Linked DNA regions of Sus scrofa: region 2 is linked to region 1. A link is a contact called in public HiChIP or PLAC-seq data. All regions are on one chromosome and are shown on one strand. Each heading gives the region's core, a stretch centred on a gene start, on an enhancer-like site or on the middle of the called end of the contact. The rest is flanking DNA. Distances are from core to core; before and after follow the strand shown.

What was found. HiChIP or PLAC-seq counts read pairs in DNA pulled down with a chosen protein or histone mark.
Region 2: a contact with region 1 is called in an H3K27ac HiChIP or PLAC-seq map of alveolar macrophages. The contact joins two enhancer-like sites. A contact is called at or near these places in 1 of 47 Hi-C or Micro-C datasets (embryonic fibroblasts) and 1 of 2 datasets of contacts at active chromatin or transcription factors (alveolar macrophages).

Annotation. Positions count from the first base shown.
Region 1 is chr6:152,808,998-152,816,601 of Sscrofa11.1, reverse strand. The region is part of intron 14 of FGGY (FGGY carbohydrate kinase domain-containing protein); the gene reads left to right. Among named protein-coding and RNA genes, the nearest start is that of HOOK1, 100 kb to the right of the region's middle. Within about 2 kb of position 4,876, at least 9 of the 83 cell types and tissues checked have an H3K27ac peak or open chromatin away from gene starts, as enhancers often do. A contact at or near this core is called in alveolar macrophages, where this site is marked.
Region 2 is chr6:153,580,435-153,588,038 of Sscrofa11.1, reverse strand. No RefSeq gene overlaps it. Among named protein-coding and RNA genes, the nearest start is that of JUN, 100 kb to the left of the region's middle. Within about 2 kb of position 5,073, at least 16 of the 83 cell types and tissues checked have an H3K27ac peak or open chromatin away from gene starts, as enhancers often do. A contact at or near this core is called in alveolar macrophages, where this site is marked.

The sequences.
Region 1 (7,604 bases), core at 3,627-6,126:
CAATGCCAGGATCATCCTGGGTATGGTTCTTTACATACATGTGTGAAGAGTTCTCTTGGAGAGATACAAAAAAATAAAATTTCTTCTGGGAGGATTCGTGCGCTTGAAATTGTCTTAGCTATGGCCAAAATGCCCTCCATAAAGGCCAGCCCAGTTTGTATTTCTGCCAACGGTGCCCCTCTGCCTTTGCCAACACTGCGTATTGTCAGTCGCTTAACATTTTTGCCAAAGTCTTGGGCAGAAAATGACTGCTTATGTTCTTTTCCTTTGCCTCTGCCCTGTTGCTAGTAAGAATGAACATTTTCTTTATATCCTCGGTCTGTCATCTGTCAATGGCCTATTAAGATCCTCTCTTCATTTTCCTATAGGGTTTTTTGTCTTTCTTTTGCAGATTTAGAGGAGTTCTTCGTGTGCTCTGTACCTCAGTCCTTTGTCGTATATATTGAAGTTTTTCTTGTAATAGGATCCTCATCATCTACCTTTGCTTATAGTGTCTTATCCAGAAGTTTTCAATTTTCCTTTACTGACATCTGTGAATCTCTTTCTTTATGGCTTCAAGATTTCTTGGAGACTTTCCCTATAAACTATTTCTTTTCCTGAAGCTATGTTTTTCAGAATAATAACATTTTAGACCAGAACACACCAGGCTGGCAGGATGGTCTCTGTGTTTATGCAGACATTCCTGGTAATTTCACCATTAATTACGGGGAAATTCTGAAACCATATGGATCAGTCATAGGCAAATGAGAGGCAGTCGGGGACTAGCTAGGAGCTTGCAGCCTGAAGTCATGTATATGGGCCTTGGACCAACCACACCTAGGCTCCTGTACTTGCACTTGATTTGAGGAACATCATTTCGCTGTTCTGAGCCTTAGTTTATTTCTCTGTAAAACGGAACAAATCACAGTTTTAAGGGTTTAACATCTCCTTTGTTTCTGCCTACTTAATACATGTTTATTTCTGCCCCTCCTGATAAAAGATCTCCCCCCCACACACACACATTTAAATGTAATCAGTCACTTAAAACTATTGACTTCTATCTCTTCTGAGGATTTTGTAGCTGCATAGAGGAGTCACAGCTTTCCCCAGAGTCTGAGGCAATTTCCTCATGATGCATCTCCATGGGCCTAAAGGAAACTAAACACCTACACCATTGCTCAATGCTGGAAAATTCTCCAGGGTGGCTGACCCTTTTTGGAGGAGAGGAGCCAGGGCTCTGGGGGACTACTCCCGTCCACGTGAGTGGGGAGCTTTTGGTAGTTCCTGGATTCACTGAGCCTCCTGCCTGTCCTGAGACAATTCCTTCTCATTTGTTTTTTGTTTTGTTTTGTTTTTGTTTGTTTGTTTGTCTTTTTAGGGCTGCACCTGCGACATATGTAAACTCCCGCGCTAGGAGTTGCAGTTGAGTCTACACCACAGCCATAGCAACACAGGATCCGAGCCACATCTGCGACCTACACCACATCTCATGTCAACATCAGATCCTTAACCCACCGAGCAAGGCCAGAGGTCAAACCCTTATGGATACTAGTCCTCATGGATGCTGGTCAGATTCATTCCCTTTGAGCCATGATGGGTCCTCCAATTTCCTCCACTTTGAAATCATCTCCTCTTCCCCTCCCCTCCCCCGGCATCCTTCATTTATAGCAACACAGCACTCGACGTTGGGGGCCCAGACACTTGCACCTAACTACCTGGGTTCAAAATCTAGCTCTGCCACTTTTACTTGTGAGCCTTGGAATAGATGTCCTCATTTCTCTCTGGCTCAGTTTCCCTCTCTGTAAAATGGGAATATTAGTATTACCTACCTCGTAGGGCCATTATGAGAGTTAATATTTATCAGGCCTTTGACACACGGTACAGTGATCAAGGAATCACAAAGAAATAATGTATGGTACCCGAGTCCTGGCTCACAGCCAGTTGACTTTGAATAACATACCTGTTCTAACCTTGCCTCTCTCATTTGTAAAATGGGTATGAAAATGTCTGCTTCATAAGATTGCTGGGAAGGTCAAATGAGGTAATGCATGTAAGGCGTATAGGGATTCAGTTAGTGGTGCTACTGTGGTAATGATTTTTGAAAAAGACAGGCATGAACATGCAGGGAGTACCCAACACTCAAAAGCAGAGAGGCTGGTCATGAAAAGAGAAGGCTCTGGATCCTCTAGTAGAGGATAGTACTAGTAGAATTCCTTTTTACGAATTAAGCCTCTAGTCACCTTGGCCCTATGACCTTGGATCTAAATCTTTTCGGCATCTAGTTTCCTGATCTGTTAAATAGGACTGGTAATTGCGCCTACGTCTATGCTTGTTATGAAGAGGCAATGCTGGTAAACCAGAAAAAATAGAAAGTGCTTAATACAGTTAACTTTTTGTTACTCTTATCTCCTGCCTATCAGTGGGAAGATTCTTCCCCTCAGTCAGGGGGAGGAGGATTGGCAGCACAGCCAGAGCCCCAGCCCACCCCAGCCTGCAGGGTCTAGAGCATGAGACGAAAGAAGATCAAAACTTAAGAAGGGAAACTGAGGCAGAAGCCTGGTTTTTTTTTTTTTTAAGTTTTATTGAAATACAGCTGGGAGTTCCCCTTGTGGCACAGCAGAAGCAAATCCGACCAGGAACCATGAGGTTGCGAGTTCGATCCCTGGTCTCTCTCAGTGGGTTAAGGATCCATCGTTGCCATGAGCTGTGGTGTAGGTCACAGATGTGACTCAGATCTGGCATTGCTGTGGCTGTAGCATAGGCCGGCAGCTACAGCTCTCATTAGACCCCTAGCCTGAGAACCTCCATATGCCACAGGTACAACCCTAAAAAGATAAAAAGACAAAAAAAGAAAAAAAAAAGAAATACTGTTGACTTACAATGTTGCAATAATTTCTACTGTACAACAGAGTGATTGAGTTATACATATACACACATCCATTCTTTTTCAGGTGTTTCCCCATTATGGGTTATCACAGAATATTGGGTAGAGTTCCCTGTGCCATATAGAAGGTCCCCTTTGACCATCCCTTCCATGTACAATAGTGTACATATGCCAATCCCAAACCCCCAGTCCATCCCTCCCTCTCACCTTTCTCCTTTGGTGACCATAAGTTTGTTTTCTATGGTGAGTCTGTGTCTCCTTTTAAAATAAGTTCATTTGTATCGTTTTGTCCGAATCCATATATAAGTGACATCATATGATATTTAACTTTGTCTGACTTAGTATAATAATCTCTAGGTCTATCCATGTTGCTGTAAATGGCTTTATTTCATTCTTTCTTTATGGGTGAGTAATATTCCACTGTATATATGTACCACATCTTCTTCTTCCCTTTCTCTGTCAATGGACATTTAGGTTGCTTCCATGTCTTGGCTATTGTAAACAGTGCTGCTATGAACATTGGGGTGCATGTAACTTTTCAAATTGTGGTTTTCTCCAGCTATGTGCCCAGGAATAGGGTTATTGAATCATGTGGCATTTCTATTTTTAGTTTTTTAAAGGAACCTCCATACTGTTTTCCATAGTGGTTATAGCAATTTATGTTTGCACCAGTAGTGTAGGAGGGTTCCATTTAACTCTGTACTCTCTCCAGTATTTATTGTTTGTAGACATTTTGATGATGGCCAGTCTAACCAGTGTGAGCTGATACTTTATTGTAGTTTTTATTTGCATTTCTCTAGTAATTAGTGATGTGGAACATCTTTTCATTTATTTTGCCACCTGTAGGTCTTCTGTGGAGAAATGTATTTTTAGATCTTCTGCCTATTTTCGATTGTGTTGTTGGCTTTCTAATATATGTGTGTGTGTGTGTGTATATATATATATATATATATATATATATATTTTTTTTTTTTTTTTTTTGGTCTTTTTAGGGCCGCACCCACAGCATGTGGAGTTTCCCAGTCTAGGGATCTAATCGGAGCTATAGCTGCTGGCCTATGCCACAGCCACAGCAACTCAGAATCTGAGCCACATCTGCAACCTACACCACAGCTCACGGCAATGCCAGACCCTTAACCCACTGAGCTAGGCCAGGGATCGAACCTGCAACCTCATGGTTCCTAGTCGGATTCTTTTCTGCTACACCATGTTGGGAACTCCAGCTTTTTAATATTGAGCTGCATGAGTTGTAGTATATTTTGGAGATTATTTCCTTGTTGGTTGCATTGTTTGCAGATATTTTCTCCCATTTTGTGGGTTGTCTTTATGTTTTATTTATAGTTTCCTCTGCTGTGCAAAAACTTTTAAGTTTAATTATGTCCCATTTATTCATTTTTGTTTTTATTTTAATTCCTCTAGGAGGTGGAGCTGAAAAAATATTGCTGTGATTGATTTATGTCAAAAAGTGTTCTACCTCTGTTTTCCTCTAATAAGAGTTTCATAGTATCTGGTCTAACATTTAGATCTTTAATCAATTTTGAGTTTATTTTTGTGTGTGGTGTTAGACAGCGTTCTAATTCCATTCTTTTACATGTAGCTGTCCAGTTTTCCCAGAACCACTTCTTGAAGAGACTGTCTTCTCTCCATTGTTTGTTCTTGCCTCCTTTGCCATAGATTAGTTGACAAGCCCGGTTTTTATTAATCAACCAAAATGATTAGAACAGAGAGAAAAACACTATTAAGGATGTCTGTCAGGATCTATCTACAATGATATGTCTCTTTTTAATTCTTAAAATAGTCCTGTTGCGTAGGTCCTGTTATTTTTAATTTTCGCCTAGTGAAACTGAGAGTCAGAGAGGTTAAGCGATTTGCCTAAGATCGCACAACAAACAAGTGGAAGAACTGGGATTTGAGCCCAGGACTGTCCAACTCCAAATCCCTAATGACATGCTATTAACATATGTCCTGCCTCTGTTGGGAATGACTCAGAGGCCAGGCGTGAGCAGGGTTGGAGGGGGTGACCCTGTTTCCCTGAGAGACCAGAGGAGGTGGAGGCGGGGGCAGGAGGCCTGGAGCTTACAGGCTGCATGTAAAAGTTTGGAAATTTTGCCCTGAAAGACAAGAGAGTGTTTTCAACTGAGGCCATTTTCAACTGTACCCTGTGTACTAGGCCAAGGGTAAACCAAAACACAGCCATAAATAGTACTCCCCGGAATTCTTGTCACCACAGCCCACTGTGCTTCTTCTGTTTGGAGATGACTGTTGAAAACAGTTCGCGTGAAAATGGCTGAATCTGTTACTGTTCCCAAAGTCAGTCACAGCCCATCTGAATGAGGTGTCTTGGGTGTGAATAGAGATGCAAGAATCATCAGCTGACCAGCCATTGTGGTGTCTCAACAGATGGCCTGCCCAAGAAACCCACATCCCTGGACCAGGGCCAGGCCTTCCTAAAGCCACTGCTTTGAAGGGACCCATCCTAGTTGAATGGGCATGCCTCACCTTCTTATAGAATATATATTTTTTATAGTCATCCTTATTCTAATTAAAAATGAGGTATCAAAGCTGGAATAGACTTTAACAAGTCATCTAATGCATTTAAAAAATGGAGACTTTTGCTTCCAAAGTGGGAGGTGCCAGTCCCAAGGTTATAGAGAGAAAATCTGAGACTAGATCTGGGCTTCTTGGAGTTCCCATTGTGGCTCAGTGGGTTAAAAACCCAGCTGAGGACCCATGAGGATATGGGTTCGATCCCTGGCCTGGCCTAGTGGGTTAAGGATCTGTCATTGCCATGAGCTGTGGCTTAGGTCTCAGATGAGGCTTGGATCCCGCATGGCTGTGGCTGTGGCATAGGCTGGCAGCTGCAGCTCCAATTGGACACCTAGCCTGGGAACTTCCAAATGCAGCTGTTAAAAAAAAGGGAAAAAAGAAAATAAAAAGAATCTAGGCCTCCTAATTCTTAGTCTAAAACACATCTAATGCTGTCCTCCTGAACCTTTCCATCACGGTTACAAACTTTCTGTCAGCCTCTCCAAAGGGCACGGCTCGGATGTGGGAAAGATGGGCAGAAGGTCATGTTTGTCCTGGATGCTCTCTACCTTCCGCTGTAGGTCTGTCCCCCCATTGCAGGATTTCCTCTCACCTGTCAAAACTAACTAGTCCTGTGGGCCCACCTGTCAAAACTAACTAGTCCTGTGGGCCCAAATCTAGCTCCTTGAGAAGCAGCTTCTGGGGTTTCTAGAGTTACTGCCGCTCACCTGCCCAGGACTTTTTCCTGCTTGGCAGTGCTGCCTCTTGAACAGTGGACAGGCCCCTGAGCCAGGAAGATACCTGGCTCAGCCCCTGTTGGGCGGTTTCCCAGGTGAGACACGGCCTCCCCGAGCATCAGTCCTCATCTCCAGGGGGCAGACGAGGAAGGGGAAAGGGACAAATGCGAACTGCTCACTTGATCACAAACTGAATTCTATAACCACCTTTACTTTTTAAACGTAGGCTATGTGAGATAGGTAGATACTGTCATCTCCATGTACAAATGAGGAACTAGTTTAGGAAGGCAAATCACTGAGTCAAAGCCACGTGGCCAGAAAGTAAGAGAGTTGGAATCTGAACCTGGATTTGTGTGAAAATCCAAAGTATAAGCTCTTTCAAGTTCAGCAGGCCAGAGAAGGTAAGATTAGTGTGTACACACACACACACACACACACACACACACACACACACACAGTGGAAGAGTGCTTTCTACACTTGAAGAGCCACCCTCCCATGGAGGATGATGAGATTGACAATTAACCACGAGTCCAGGCCAAGCATGAAATGGTTCCAACAGACCAGTGTTAACCTCTGGGGACATTTGACTTCCATTGGGAAGTCTGGGAACCAAGGCCGTTACTCAGAGAATCTACATACAAGGAGAGGAGTGGAGGAGATATTTCACGGCAAGGGTCCCTCAGCTAGTCTGGTAGTTCTTAACTTCATCAGAGGGCTATGGCAGGCAAAACCAGCTACGTAATTGGTGGGATACGGTACAAGATGAAAATGTGGGCCCCTGGCCGGGGGCAGGGAAATCACTCATGGCTGACAGGGGACCCCCAAGGGTTTCCAGCTTCCCATTTACCCACCCAGCTCTCCATAGCAATGGGGAGTAGTGGGGAGAGCCACTGCTTGCTCCACCCTGAGATACCTGTCTCATGACCTGGCCTGTGCATTCGGCTACTCTTCCCACCCCCACCCCCGCCCATGTAACCCTGTTGCCCCTCCAGGACTGCAAGGTCAGCAGTGGGGTTGTGAGTAAAGTGCCAGAAGGCAGGGAGCAGTTAGCCAAGAACTGGTCCTGGAAAGGGAAAGGCAGCCTCAGGGCCACCAGCACATGTTCCCTTGTCCCATCAGCCTGCATCCACAAAGCATACATTCAGAGATAAAGTGAAGACTTTCAAAACAGGGATTTCAGATCACCAGACCCCAAGCTTGAGCCCTTCCTGGTGTGGAGCCCCGGGGGACTCTGCAGGTGACATATCCTCACTGCAGGTCCTTAACAAAGTTTCACCAGTTCAAGAGAAATTAAAAAACAGGGCAGTATATGGACATTTTAACACAGCTAGATATAATCAGTTTAAGTGATTTCCCTATATTCTGAGATCATGGTAACCTCTTTTTTTTTTTAACCTTTTAATGCTAAAACTTCTTTTGTGTTATGACAGAATGTTCAGAGTAAATGGTGAGTAGTGTGAGGGGTTGTTTTAAGGTC
Region 2 (7,604 bases), core at 3,824-6,323, 770 kb before region 1:
TACATACACATATATACACACACATGCACACATATATACATACACATATATACAAACACACATATACACATACACATATATGTATAACTGGATCACTTTGCTGCATACATGAAACATTGTAAGTCATCTATATTTCAATTAAAAAATTTAAAAAAAAAAAAAACTCAAGTATGAAAAACTGAGTGTTAAATTCCCATTAGCAATTTAAATTGATTGCATGTTGAAATGATATTATTTGGGATATACTGAGTTAAATAATCTATTATCAAGATTAATTTCTCACATTTCTTATGATGTCATTTAAGCTGCCCAGCAACCCTATATGAAGCAGATATTATTTCTAGCTTATCTCCATTTAACTGGTAGAGAAGGGGCTCACAGTGGTAAAATGACTTTCCGAAGGTCACGCGATTTAGGGAGGGGAATTGATTTGCCCAAGAACAGACAACTAGACCATCAGAGAATGATCACTGATCATTTGGTTTGGAAATGGGGGTCTTTGAAGAACAGGTACCTTTCTCTTTCCTCAGTGTGTATTAATCTTCTCCACAGAGGGCTCCAGAGTATGTCAGAAGGATGACATGTTACCAATCATGAATCAGTTTTAGAGAGCGGGGCAAATACATTCTAAAAGCCAACCACTCATACCTGTGTCAGGGGACAGCTGGTTGTCCCCACAGAGCTGCTCTCCCCTTCCTCCTTAGCAGTAGAGCTTCTGGTGTTGCGCTGGGTTCATGGCTGCTGGAAATGAAGTCGCCTTGCCTGGCCTTCGTTATGGCTGCATGTTGCTGAGTAACTAAGTTCTGGTCCACGGGATGGGGTGTAAGCAGAAGAGGCACGTGAGACTTCTGGGAAGTGGCCTTAACTGCGGGAGACATGGCCTCCCTCCTGCTCTTTCTCTGTCTTGTTGGGGGTGCAGCCAGCCTGGGCCAGAAGGTGGAAACCCCAGGTAGAGGATGGCCTTTTGCCACCGTGGTGGGCATCACCTCCCTCTGGGCTTCTTTTATGTGTGAAAGAATTAAACCTCACGGGGACCATGAGATTTCTGTCACATACAGCTGACCTTAATCCTAACACCACGTATCAAAAATTTCCTCCAAATATGTCAAAAATGAGATGGCTATAGTGGAATGATCCTTGGAGTCAGAAAGGCCCAAGTTGAATTCCTCTTAGGATGTGTAAGCTTCAAAAATTTGTATGAGTCTATATTTCAAATCGAAGAATTTTATTTTTGAAAAAGAAATATATGCAAAGGATTACAATTATTTCAAACAGCTTTTTTGTCTTTTTAGGGTTGCACCTATGTCATATGGAAGTTCCCAGGCTAGGGGTCGAATCAGCTGTACCTCCCAGCCTACACCACAGCTCATGGTAATGCTGGATCCTTAACCCACTGAGTGAGGCCAGGGATTGAACCCGTCTCCTTACAGATACTAGTCAGATTCGATACTACTGAGCCACAGTGGGAACTCCTCAAAAATAAACTTTGTATTTTATGTGATGAAAAGTTATTTAACCTCTCTGTGACTCTGTTTCTTCCACTGTAAAATGGGACTAATAATACTGAAATAAGTGTGTGTGTGTGTGTGTACCTGTGTGTATGGGAAGGCATGGCAACTAGCACAGGGCTGGCTGCACACAATAAGCACTCATTAACTCTTGCTTTCTGTTTCACTGCCTGATATGAGTCAGACACAACACGGAGAGCTGAAGGTGTACAAGAATAGTTCCTTGTCTTCACGAAGATCAGTAGAATTGAGTAGATGAGCTATGTAGGAAAACATAACACCCAAGAAGATGAGGGCCCCAAAGAGGTACAAGGAACGTGCTAAATAAGAAGTAATCTCGTGGAGTGCCTTTGGAGTCAGGTAGAGATTTGCAGTCTCTTGAGGTTGGGAGTGTGGGCGGGTTAGCTCCTCTTTCTGAGTCTCAGTTTCCACTTCTCTAAGAGCGGAATCCTATTGTTCATGACCATGTAAGATTGTTGGAAGAATCAAATGAAAGAAAGCATATTAAAGTACTAAGCACTATGACTTGGCCCAAAGGCCAATAAACATAATTAATATGATCATTTTGGGGCTGAGGAGATCAGGATCTGCTTTCTAAAGGAGGTGGCTTTTAAGCTCAGATTTGAAGGAGGCGTGAAACAAGCGAAGGGCCCTCAAGGTGACAGCAAGTGTATTTACCAGGTCGAGAAGAACAACAGGGAAAAGGCAACTCTAAGGAAGAATGACACATACACTGGGCTAAAGTGAGGGATCTGGGGGAGCATAGGCAGGAAGGAGACTGGGAAGGAAGGCTGAGGTGTGATGGAGAGGTGAATGCTAAGCCAGGCATGTTGACTTCATTCCCTACCTCCTAGGGAGCTTTTAAAAAATTTTTGAACATAAACACAATATATTCATTATGTGTGATTGACTTAATTTCTTAGAGGAAGGTCAATAAAGCAGGGCTGGCAGGAGTTTTCTGGTGGCCCAGTGGTTTATGGATTGGGCATTGTCACTGCTGTGGCTTGGGTTTGATCCCTGGTCCCAAACTTCTGTATGCTGTGGGAACAGCCAAAAAAAAGGGCATGAGTCAAGGTGTTGGCCTTGAAAATGGGGGGGAAGGGAGGCCTCTGAGTTAGAGGCAGCTGGGCACAGCGCCTGGCTAGGTGTTGCCTTTCAGACACTCTTGCAAGAGAGGGGAGTGGACCCAGTGTGACATCTGCGTACTCACCCCATCATCACCCCCAAATGAGGGATTTCCCAGGCAATGTACTTAGTGGCCTGAGGGATCCCTGGGCACACCGGTCCAGCAGGATAGCTCTGCTTTCTCCTCAAGTCCCAGCTTCACCTCCACCCAGGACTCAGCAGAGAGGCTGATGGGATTGGCTCCATGACCCAAGGAGAAGGGTGAGTCATGTTCAGCAGAGCAGTGCCTTCCTACCTTCCTACCTAAGCCAGTGGCCTGGGTTGTGAATCTAGTAGAAAGGTCATCAGAACAGGTCTGAGAGGCTCCAGTCATTGGCTGCCAAGCAGCTTGTTGAACCCTGTATAGTATTTTCTCTCCACCTATAAGATGGGTGTACCTCTCTGAGGTTGGGAAAATAAAATCAGATAATAAATTCTTCCGTTGGTTCATTCAGCCACTGTTGACTGGTCCATGCTCTGTGTCAATGTGCTGGGAAGAGGGGAATGGGTAAGACATAGGCTCGCGCTCCAGAGGCTTGACTTCTAATGGAGAAATAGGGAAATAAATAGAAACACTGGCACAGAACTAAACTTTCCAACAGATACTTTCACATTTACTAACTCCCTTAAGTCATCTCATGGGAGGTGGAAACGAATTACACCCATTTGACAGATGAAGAAACTGAGGGCCATGAAGGGATTTGCCCTTCCTGGCATTCCTACATTGCATTGTACGTAATTCCATCACAGTCCTTAGCCCTCTCTCTATTAGGGCTGGAGGTGCACATGTTGAGCGCCCTCCATCCCCCCTGCAAACTTTAAGCTCTCTATGGGCAGGGCTAACTTCTCATGAGTCTGTTGACCAACTAGCCTCAAGCCCAAGCTTGGCACATAGTAATAGAGGATTGGCAGGCAGAGGGAGTGGTGGGAGGAACGCAGCTCAAAGTTCTGGGGTATCAGCCAAGTGCGGGCTTGGCTTCTCACCTCTACTACAAAACTTGGGTGCTGTGCATATTCACATATCTGTTACATATGTGCCAGGGGCTGAGATGAGTTATGGGATTTGCCCAAGGTCACTTTGAGAGTAATCTGAGAAATTTCAAACTCACACATGGTGCAGAAAAGATAATGTGTATATTGGGGTGGGTTGAAGTGGCTGGAGTGTCCAGCAGTCTAAAGCCAGAACTAGAGCAAATCTCCCGTAAAGCATTTGGCTGGTCCCTGGAAGCATCTTTATCCACCAGAGCCCAATCCTGCACTTAGGCCTTTACTTGTATCTGTGTTTCTTTCACTGTACCCTCTCAAGACTGTTGGTGAGTACTTACTGAATAAATGCTTGAATGGGAGAGCAAGGGCAGGCAGAGATCATCACAAATGCTGAACCCTCCCTTTGTGCCAGTGAAATACTGATGCCAGTGAAATTTTGATGCTTTCTTTTTTCATCCTCTCAACGTCATGATGAAGTAAGCACTCCGATTGCTCCAGGTTTCAGAGAGAAACTGAGGCTTTAAAATGTTGGGTCTTAGGAGTTCTCATCTTGGCTCAGCAGAAACGAATCTGGCTAGTATCCATGAGGATGTGAGTTCCATCCCTGGCCCTGCTCAGGGGGTTAAAGATCCCGCGTTACTGTGAGCTGTGGTGCAGGTTGCAGACTCGGCTCAGGTTTGGTGTTGCTGTGGCTGTGGCATAGGCCAGCGGCTACAGCTCCAATTCGACCCCTATCCTGGGAGCCTCCATATGCCGTGGGTGTGGCCCTAAAAAGACAAAAAAAAAAAAAAAAAAAAAAAGTGGGGTCTTGGCCTGAAGTCACAAAGGTGCTAAGTGGCTTTGAATCCGGCCTATATTTCAGCTTGATTACCCATTTTTTTTTTTTTTTTTTTTTTTTTTTTTTTTTTTTTTTTTTTTTTTTTTTTTGGCCTGCATTGATTCCAGTTGATCAGCCCCCCCCCCCCCCTCCAGCCTTCTGCACCCACCCAGCTATCACCGTCTTCCCAACAACGCCCCTTGGAATTACCCCCACCATTACTTTAATGTGCATGTATGCATGAATAAATCATGGCTCCCAAACTCTGGGAAGTGAACCCACACAAGACCACAGCAGTGTTCCCTCCTGGCCAGGGATGTTTTCCGATCACTTACTGCTCTAACTGTATATGAAATATCCCTCTGTCCATTGTTCCCCTGGCAGAGTCAGAGAGTATCCCCCTGGAGGATCCAAAGACGAAGGCTGATAGTTGAGGGTGTAGATTAGCCCCTAGTCTGAGAGCTACTGGCTGCAAGAATCCCTGGTGAATCCCAGCATAACACCAATGGGAGAAGTCTTGAGACATCAGGCCAAGTAGAAGAGAGGGCAATAGACAGGAACTTGGGACCTGAGAGAGTCGTGAGTCAGCAGCGTATGGTGGCTGCCAAAAGAAAGAATGTAAACTCTGGTTGTATCACTAGGAGGGTAGTGTCAAATAACAAGGTGACATTGCACTTCCTCCTTGGTCAGCCTGGAGCTGGACTGCAAGGTTAAGGTCTGGTTCCACATTTTTAGATTATCATAGTCAAACTGGAACTTGTTCAAAAGCACGCAGAACCAGGACACAAAAGGGAATGGCGTTGTCATCCTGGTAAGCGGAAGGACCTCATTTCTTTTCCGGAGGAAGAGAAGAGGTGAGGAAGTTGGGAGAGTAGGCCTACCAGCCCCCTCTGCTACATGCCACGCTCGGGCTAGATGCTTTTTTCTAGAGGTTTTCTAGTAGATTTCTTCTGCCTGACCCACCGCGGAAAAGGGGACTCAAGCAAAGATATAATAGGAAGCTACATTTGGACTCATGCTCGATGGTCTTTCTACCAGTAAAAAAGAAGGAAGTAATTTTGAAGAGCAAAAGAAACATCCCATCTTTCTTTGTGTGACCTCTTGCGAGTTACCCAGCTTTCAGAGCCCCAGTTTCCCATCTGAAGGATGCCCATGGGGTCCATGAGGATCCAATAGCCTGCGGGCTATGGGAGCAGTGCAGTGGGATGGTCACACACATGGCCCCAGGACTCAGACTGCTGGGACTTGAACCTCAGTGCAGGGTGACCTTTGATTTATTTTGCCTTTTCAGTACTTCAGTTTCCTCCTCTGCAAAATGGGGTTAATATGTATAAGGCACTCAGAACTGTATCTGTCAATAAAGTTAGCCACCATCATCCTCACCCTCACTCTGTATGAAAGTGACTGTCATAGGAGTTCCCGTCGTGGCGCAGTGGTTAACGAATCCGACTAGGAACCATGAGGTTGCGGGTTCGATCCCTGCCCTTGCTCAGTGGGTTAACGATCCGGCGTTGCCGTGAGCTGTGGTGTAGGGTGCAGACTCGGCTCGATCCCGCGTTGCTGTGGCTCTGGCGTAGGCCGGTGGCTACAGCTCCGATTGGACCCCTAGCCTGGGAACCTCCATATGCCGCGGGAGCGGCCCAAGAAATAGCAACAACAACCAAAAAAAAGACAAAAAAAAAAAAAAAAAAGAAAGTGACTGTCATAATATTTAGGATATATGGAATGCTTCCTCTTTCTCTCCTTCCCCTTCCCTCTTCCACCAGAGAACTCTTTCAGGGTGTCTCTGGGGGTACAGAGTCTTTTCATTTCTAGACTTCTGGAGAATGTTTCCAAACAGTGCAACATCTGTTTGTATAGATTCAAAAGCAGCTACCTACCTCGATCTAAATACTGTCTTCGTGAAGAGGCAGAGGAAAAAGAAAGCCAACCCCCGACTATTAGAAGTTTCCCGTTCTTGGAGTTCCCATTGTGGCTCAGTGGTAATGAACCTGATTCATGAGGATGTGGATTCGATCCCTGGCCTCCCTCAGTGAGTTAAGGATCCGGCATGGCCATGAGCTGTGATGTAGGTTGCAGACGTGGCTCGGATCTGTCATTGCTGTGGCTGTGGTGTAGGCTGGCAGCTTCAGCTCCTTTTGATCCCTCGCCTGAGAACTTCCACATGCTGCAAGTGCAATCCTTAAAAAAAAGAAAAAGAAAAAGAAAAGAAGGAAGTTTCCCATTCTTAGGGTATTTTACAGATCTCCTGCCTTCATTACTTCACTCAGTGCATAACTTGGTAGGTAGAAAGAAGTGATGAGGAAAGCAAGGCTCAGAGAGGTTCTCTGACTCACCCAGGACCACAAAAACCTGAGTAGGTGAGGCAGGACTTGAATTCAAGGCTTTCTGATTCTAAATGGCAGCATGTTTATCAAGCATTGCCCAGTCCCTGGCCCCTGGCCCCACACATCCTCCCAGCCTGGGTATTCTGCTTCAGGGTGCGTGAGAAGGTCACCCCGCCAGGCTCCAAACCTTGAAACCAAATCCCTGTAGTGTTGGAGAGGACGGAAGAGGAGGGATGAGTCTAGAACCTCGGATGTCTCTGCCCGGAGCCTGAGTCCTTAAAACTGGAGACCTGACCTGGGCTGCCCTCTGTTTTCAGGTGGCTGAGGTGGCTGAGACCAGTACTAAACAACTAATGCTGGAGTTCCCTGGTGGCATATAGGTTAAGGATCTGGTGTTGTTAATGCTGTGGTGAGGATTTAATCCCTGGCCCAGGAACTTCTGCAGGCTGCGGGCACAACCAAGGGAAAAAAAAAAAAAAAAAAAAAAAAAGAGCCTGCCCTGTACCTCTTCCCACATTCTCCAACAGAACTTTGTGTGACAGTCTTCTACCTGTGCTAGCCAATACAGGAGCCACTAGCAACCTGGGGCTCTTGAGCACTTGTGTCTGAGCCATCATCACCCCTGTTTTATAGCTCAGTCAGGGAGCTTATTGGCAAATTGTGTTGCCAGGACTCAAACCATCCTGTCTTTCCCCAAAGCCAAGCCCTTCCTTCGACACCACACTAGCCTCTTGTCCTACTCCCCAGGAAGGGTCCGTGCACCCTCCTGAACCCAGACAGGTGATTGGGTCATGTCTGCCT